Regions from separate parts of the Mus musculus genome. Here region 2 is linked to region 1. The links are chromatin contacts, called in public promoter capture Hi-C maps. All regions are on one chromosome and are shown on one strand. The core of a region is the stretch at or near the end of the contact, and the rest is flanking DNA. Distances in the headings are between cores, read along the strand shown.

What was found. Promoter capture Hi-C pulls out the DNA fragments that hold promoters and counts their contacts.
Region 2: a promoter capture Hi-C map of pre-B cells shows a contact between it and region 1, with 5 times the contacts expected there. The contact joins the promoter of Rsrp1 here to the promoter of Rpa2 in region 1. A contact is called at or near these places in 2 of 39 promoter capture datasets (cranial neural crest and pre-B cells).

What each region holds. Positions count from the first base shown.
Region 1 is chr4:132,766,419-132,769,991 of GRCm38.p6, reverse strand. It overlaps Rpa2 (replication protein A2), which reads right to left and starts at 1,632. Exons shown (of 9, transcript NM_011284.3): 1 at 1,526-1,632; 2 at 1,206-1,312. The coding sequence starts at 1,535.
Region 2 is chr4:134,922,136-134,925,731 of GRCm38.p6, reverse strand. It overlaps Rsrp1 (arginine/serine rich protein 1), which reads right to left and starts at 2,107. Exons shown (of 5, transcript NM_023665.3): 1 at 1,965-2,107; 2 at 1,250-1,857; 3 at 300-439. The coding sequence starts at 1,805.

The sequences.
Region 1 (3,573 bases), core at 383-2,882:
AAAAAAAAAAAAAAAAAAAAAAAAAAAGAACGCATCCCAGGGCTAGGCAGTGGTGGCAAATGGTTTTAATCTCAGCACCCAGGAGGCAGAGGCAGGTGGACTTCTTGAGTTCAAGGCCAGCCTGGTCTATAGAGTGAGTTCCAGGACAGCCAAGGATACACACACACACACACACACACACACACACACACACACAGACACCCAAAACAAAACAACAACAAGAAAACAACTGTCTCAGAGAGGTAGGGGTAGAAAGAGCACATCCCAGACATAGCAAGAGCAGTGTTCAGGACACCACGGAGACAACAGGGCCTTGTGAAAAGGCTTGAGAAATGACAAGCAGAAAAAGGACTACGAAGATGCTCTAGGTTTCTTGATAAAATGGAAGAAGTTAGAAGTATAGCTTCTTTTAGGAGATATTCTGGCAACCAGATGGCAGTCTCTGCAGAAAACCTGGTGAGTTTCGTCAAGCTGCTCATCTTTGGGCATCTTAACAGGAGAGTCAGATGGAGTGGGCAGAGGAGCATCTAGCAAAGACACTTGCCTCTCAAGCCACCTACGAGCAATGTAGTTTGTTTGTTTTTTAAGAAAGGATCTTTTTGGGCTGGAGAGATGGCTCAGCGGTTAAGAGCACTGACTGCTCTTCCAGAGGTCCTGAGTTCAATTCCCAGCAACCATACGGTGGCTCACAACCATCTGTAGTGGTATCTGATGCCCTCTTCTGGTGTGTCTGAAGACAACTACAGTGTACAGGCAGGTGGATCTCTGAGTTCCAGGCCAGCCAGAGCTACAAACACCTCCAAAACACTTGGTCATACAATGAATATGTACGAGGCAGAAAAAGCCCAGCAGATTAAGGCTTAGCGTGTCCTTCCTGTCAGTTACCAACAGGAAACAACCCCAAACCTGTTCTGAACACAGTGGACTCTTGTTCTTCAGGGATTTTTGTGCCCTGGGGACAGCGATATTAAACTCTACTAAAGCATACTTTCGAGTGGTAGGGCCAGGAAAATGGAGGCCGGGCGAACCACTGCAGGCTTGCCAAACAATAAAATAATAAAAACCCTGTTCCCCACTTGACCATACAAAAGACAAGGTAGGTAACGGACAGCTTCTGACACCTTGGGGTGTGCCACCCTCCCGCACGAAAACACGTTCCCTCCTGGCCAGGACACAAATGAGAACGGAGCCGTCAGTCTACGTACCGATTTCTTCTCCGCCTGCGACGGTGTGGGCGACCCGAAGCCACCGGGGGACTGCGTGTAGCCGCCTGCTCCGCCATAGGTGGAGCTGCTGAAGCTTTCGAATCCGCCTGCGGGGAACGACCGTCGTCAGAGTCTGCGCTGCGCTCCCCATCTCTATACCTGGCGACCGCTGTCCCCACCGCCCCAGCCGCGACAATCCCCCTGCCACCCCGCGAACGCCGCCGAGCCCGCCTCGGGCCTCTCGCTCCGTCCCGGCCTTCCTGCGCCAGACTCGCCCACTCCCAACACCCTCGCGTGACTCTCCCCACGCCCGCCATTACTATTCCACATCCTGGTCGCAGTTCTCCGGAGAGAGCGGCCCAAGACGCTCGGACACGAAAACTAAGAACACTTGGGAACTCTGTGCCGCTCTGGCGTGGCAGCCTTCTGGCTACTTTGCACTGGCGCCACAAACTCCTTCCCGCGAAGGGACAGCCAATCAGCGCCCTGGACACATTTACCTTCAGCCAATCAGAACTCATGAGTCCCCTCCTTTTTTTTTCGGTATCAAGGCCAAGCTTAGGAAAAACACCCGGCCCCAAGAAGGAATGGAAGCATGCGCGGCCATCTTTACTGAGGGCAAATTTCCGATAGGACAGTATTCAAGAAAACAACCAATCAAAACGATACTTCCGGGGCCATCCTCAAGCATTCTTCACACACACCCCATCTCCGTCGCATGCAACCCTACATCACTTCCGCCGCTCGCTAGCCCCCTTTTCCCGCCAAACTGCTAGTTTTCTGCTCTTCCAGAACTCCCGAGTTCAATTCCCAGCAACCACATGGTGGATCACAACCATCTATAATGGGATCTGCTGTCCTCTTCTGGTGTGTCTGAAGATAGTGATATTGTATTCATAAATAAATACCTGCGTGATGGTGGAAGGAGAGGCTCAACTGTTAATCCCACTGAAGATGAGTAGAAATGATTAAACAATTTTTGGTCAAATTAAGCAAGCTTAATTTTGTCAGAGATGGCTATCTCGCTAAACTGGGGTTTTGAGAAAACAGCATCGCCGGGCAGTGGTGGCACAGACCTTTAATCCCAGCATTTAGGAGGCAGAGGCAGGAGGATTTCTGAGTTCGAGGCCAGCCTGGTCTACAGAGTGAGTTCCAGGACAGCCAAGGCTACACAGAGAAACCCTGTCTCGAAAAAACAAAACAAATACAAAATGAGAAAACAGCATCGAACACAAGAGGTGAGGTTTATATAACCCCCAAAACTGCAAGAATATGGACATTTTCAAGGGTTATGTAGGCACTTGGTCGAACATTTCAGCATTATTTGGCAGAACGTCTATCAGACTGAAATCAGGGTATAGGGTGTGGAACCTGTCGAAATTCAGAAAGTTGGTCAAGACCTGGTCAAATTAAGTTTTATAGAAAAGAGGAATGGACTTATTTTGGTAGTATGATAAGATGGCTTCAGAACTTAAGGTGGAGTCAGGCTGCTCCATCACAACTCCTACAAGTTGTCCTCTACACACACACACACAAGCACACACTCCAGCACACATGTTCATACGCACACACAGGCTTGTATCCAGGGCATAGATAACATGTTCATGTTTTCAAAGAAAGAAACCCTACCTGGGGGAGGGGTTGGCACACGCCTTTAACCCCAACACTTGGGAGGTGGAGGCAGGTGGATCTCTGTGAATTTGAGGCCAGCTTGGTCTACAGTGTGAGTTCTAGGACAGTCAAGGCTGCACAGGGAAACCCTGTCTTGAAGAAAAAAAAAAGAAAACAAACAAAAGAAACCTCATGGCCATACATGGCCACAGTTAAAAAGATCCAAAGATGTCCTGCTGTCTTGCCCCCAGTTTTGTCTCCCTCTCAGTCTCCCGTGATTTCAACCAGTCATTATATGAGTCATACACCTTCGTCTAAAAGCTGATCGAGCACTAGAGCATGTGTTTAGTTTTCTAGAAAGTATGTGGGTACGTGCACATGAGTTTAGGTGCCTCCAAAGCCAGAGGAGGTCTTGGGGGGTCCCTAAATGTGTTATAGGCAGCTGTCCCTTGGCCGTGTCCGTGTCCATTCTGTAATGCTAACTCAGGTGATCAGCAAGAGCAACATGCCCTCTTAACCCCTGAGCCATCCCCGCAGTCCTGTGTGCTCAGTTGTTTAATGGTCATTGGGTAGAGCACATGAGGGGCAAGCCTGCCGACCTGAGCTCTAAACCCTGAACACACAAAAGGCCAAACGCAATGGCACATCTGCAATCCCAGCACTCCTGTGGCAAGGAGGACGCTCCTGTGGAGGAGGCCTCAAGTACCAGCTCCTGAGAGTTGTCCTTTGTCTTCCAAGTGTGCACCATGTCTCACAC
Region 2 (3,596 bases), core at 858-3,357, 2.2 Mb before region 1:
ACAGACTTGGGAACATAATGGTGTACATGAAAACTACTGACAACACTCCAGTCTCTAGAGACTAGAGGGAGAGAAAGTATTACCAACAATGTACTGTTTTTACTGTAGTGTAAAGAGCAAACCAAGTGTCCAAGTGTCGACACGAAAGTAGTCCATCGTCTCCCAGTTTCCTGTGAGACAGGCTGATACTTGTCAGATTAAGGTTTTGTTCTGGACAAATGATATAAAGAACCCCAGGAGGGTTGTGTTCACTGGCAAAGGGTAATAAATGCTGGCAGCAGCTTCCTGAAGGCACTTACCTCCACCTTTGGCCCACTGCTGGAAACAGCTGTCCCCTGGCTTGCCTCCTTGGCTCGGAGACTTGCTGGCAAGTCGAAGTTGGCTGTTCCCAGAGCTTTTGCTGCGTTGGCTTTTGCTATTTCTAGTAGCTCCATTCGATCTAAGGGCATTAAGACATTCGTTATCCTCTACTAAGTACCTCTCCTAAAACAATGTTTTTCTCTTTATATGTAAAGCAATTCTAAAAAAAATCCCTTTATAGTGAGGAAAAAAACCCAACTTTCCTTAATTACCTCAACAAGTTAGTTTTGTTCTGACAAACAGCCCTATTTTGCCTTTTCTTTAAATGTTTATTTCTGTAAACTGAAGTGTTTGATAAACTTTATAGCACAGTTATCTAGACTACTAATCTTGATACAGAGTCTGCACACAAGCTCAAACTTACCTACTTTGTAACATCAAATTGCCATGTTACTTAACAGAAAGGCCAGTCAAAACCCATTTTTGAGTAAATCATGAAAAAAAAAAATGTGTTTTGACTTCACCCAGCTAGTAGGAAAGAGTGAGCCTCCTCTCTCTTGACCACCACAGCCATAAATGGACTTTAGTTCAGGTTACTGCACCGGTCACATCCGGCATGGACTTTACTCACAAGGTGAAAGGAAATACGTGAGAAACTATATTCTACCTAACTACTAACTAAACAAAAAACTCTCTCTCACTTCAAGAAATCTCAAAAGACTTCCAGCACCAAAACAAACGCAGGCCTAGATGTTAAGATGTCCTGGGCCTAATCTTACGAAATCCCAGCTAAACTGCTCAACCACATGACTCCCTGGCTGACTCACAGCGCGCTGAGGAAGTTAAACGCGGGGAGGAGCTGGGGAGGTGGCTCGGTGATAAGCGTCCAGAACTCAATCCCCAACACCACCCCCACCAAGGGCACAAACCTCAACCTGATAAAACGCACCTTTCTCACTCAGGCGAAATGGGGTTCTACTCCTGCTGCGCGACCTGGTTCTGGATCTTTCCCTCCACCTGGGGCGATCCTCGGGGTACACCGTCCGGCCGAAGCCGTAGTAGCGCCGCCCTCTAGTGATCGCGTAGTACGACCACCGGTGCTGCGACCTCCCGCGGGAGCGCGACCTGCTCCGGGAGCGGTAGGGCGACGGCGACTTGTAGTACCTCCGCGGCCGCTCGTAACGGCTGTCGCGGTGATAGCGGTGGCTGCGGGAGCGCGACCGGCTGCGTGAGTACGAGCGTGAGTAGCGCCTGTACTTGCGCTGGTGGCGCCTGCGGGACCGGGATCGGGACCGTCTGCTCCTCCGCGGCCGGCTGTGGCTGCGCGAGGACGAGCGGCTAGAGCTGCGGGAGTCGCGTCGGGAGCTGCGGGACGAAGAGCGGCTGCGGGAGCGCGACGACAGGCGGCTGGAGCGGCCCGAGCCCGAGGTGGACGGCGAGGCTTTCTCCTGCGGAGAGCCGGGCCACATGTCGTTCACGTATTTAGACATGGCGGCCGAGGACATGGCTCCCTTCTGAAAACGGAGATCGGTCCGCAAACGCAACGGCGTCTAGGAACTACAGAGAAAGTCAAGAGTCTATCATCCAGGTGGGGCGCGCAGTGCCCAGTGCGCGTGCGCGACACCCCAGGGCGAACCGGTCCCTGACCAAGCGGCCCCACTCACCTTAAACGGATGAAGAGCTCGCGAGGGCGAGAGAGGCCAAGCGGGCACCTTTCTCTGCGACCAGGAACCGAAGCGGGCGAGGTTCCCGATTCCAGCGACCGGAGAGCACAGGAACCTCCACTGCCAAAGTCCAGACTGGGACTGAGCTTAGTGGCGACGTCAGCATCGAAAATACTGGAAGCTGGCGCCGAGCATGCGCACAGACATCCGTGCGAAAGGGCGGGTCCCACTCTCGTCCAATCGCCAAGCGATGTTGGCTGCGCCTTGGAGACACGCATGCGCGTCAGTTGTCACTCCACCAACGGCCGCGCCTCCTCCCCATCCCCCACTCCCGCCCGCCTTCTACATCCGGGTATTTTGAGGATTTGTTTACTTCAGGGTTTTTTGTTTGTTTGTTTGTGGGGTCCTTGGCTGCTTTTGGATCTTGAGTTTTTTTTTGAGACAGGAGCTAGCTGTGTACCCCTGTCACGCCTCGAACTCGCGGCAATCCCCATGTCTCTGCTTCTCAGCTAGGGGGTCTGCGCCACCACGCCCAACTTTGTTTTTCTTTGTTTGGTTTGGTTTGGTTTAGTTTGGCTTCCTTTCCTGCTTTCGATTTTGAAATTCGGGAAAAGGAGAGGGTAGCAAAGAATTTAGCCGGCTCAAAAGCTGGATCAAGGACACAGAGGACAAGTCGGTTCCCGTGCCTCGGTCGTCCCCGGGTCATGTGTCGTCCCCTCCCTCCCCCAGCCGCTGCCCAGCTTCCCTTCTTGGCTCCTCCTATGGTGGAGATTGGGAGGGGTATCCCTGGACCCCGAAGATATAGTTTTAATTTAGAAAGGCTGCTTTAACGGCCTTGTTTGAGCTAATTAAGGTAATTTGAGGTCGAGACAGGAATTCCAACGACCACAGTTGACCTTTGAGGAGCAACAGTGATCCTTGATTGTGTGTGTGTGTGTGTGTGTGTGTGTGTGTGTGTGTGTGAGAGAGAGAGAGAGAGAGTAATTTGTGTGTACAGGATGCCACCGAAGACAGAGCCATTGTGGGCCACCAAGTATGGGGGTGTTGGGAACCCAGACTTTGTGCTAGGCAATGCAGCAAGTGCTCTTAATAGTAAGCCATTTCCTGAGCCCGATAGGTCTGTTCTAAGACAAGTGTGATTAGGACAGGACATTTAATCTTATTTCCAGGGCAAATTCCAAACACTCAATGTCATGAGGCATATCTGACCTTGAAAACTGTGGGTAAGTGAACAGCACTGAACGAAATAGCTATTTCAATATTGGGAGATGGTGTTCTTAGAAATTAGGCAGGGTTTTACAGAAGCTCTGGATTTTAGAGGGAGATGACAGAAATAAGGACTCTTTGTTCGTGCCTCCTTCCTCCTCCTTCCCCAATATACAGCGAAAGTGAAGAAATAAAAACCTTACTGTGGCCACCAGGATGGCTCAGCAATAAAGAATGCTTGTGGGACTGGTGAGATAGCTCAGTGGTTGAGAGCGCCGACTGTTCTTCCAAAGGTCCCAAGTTCAAGTCCCAGCGACCACATGGTGGCTCACAACCATCCATAATGAAATCTGATGCCCTCTTCTGGAGTGTCTGAGGACAGCTACAATGTACTTACATATAATAAATAAATAAATCTTTAAAAAA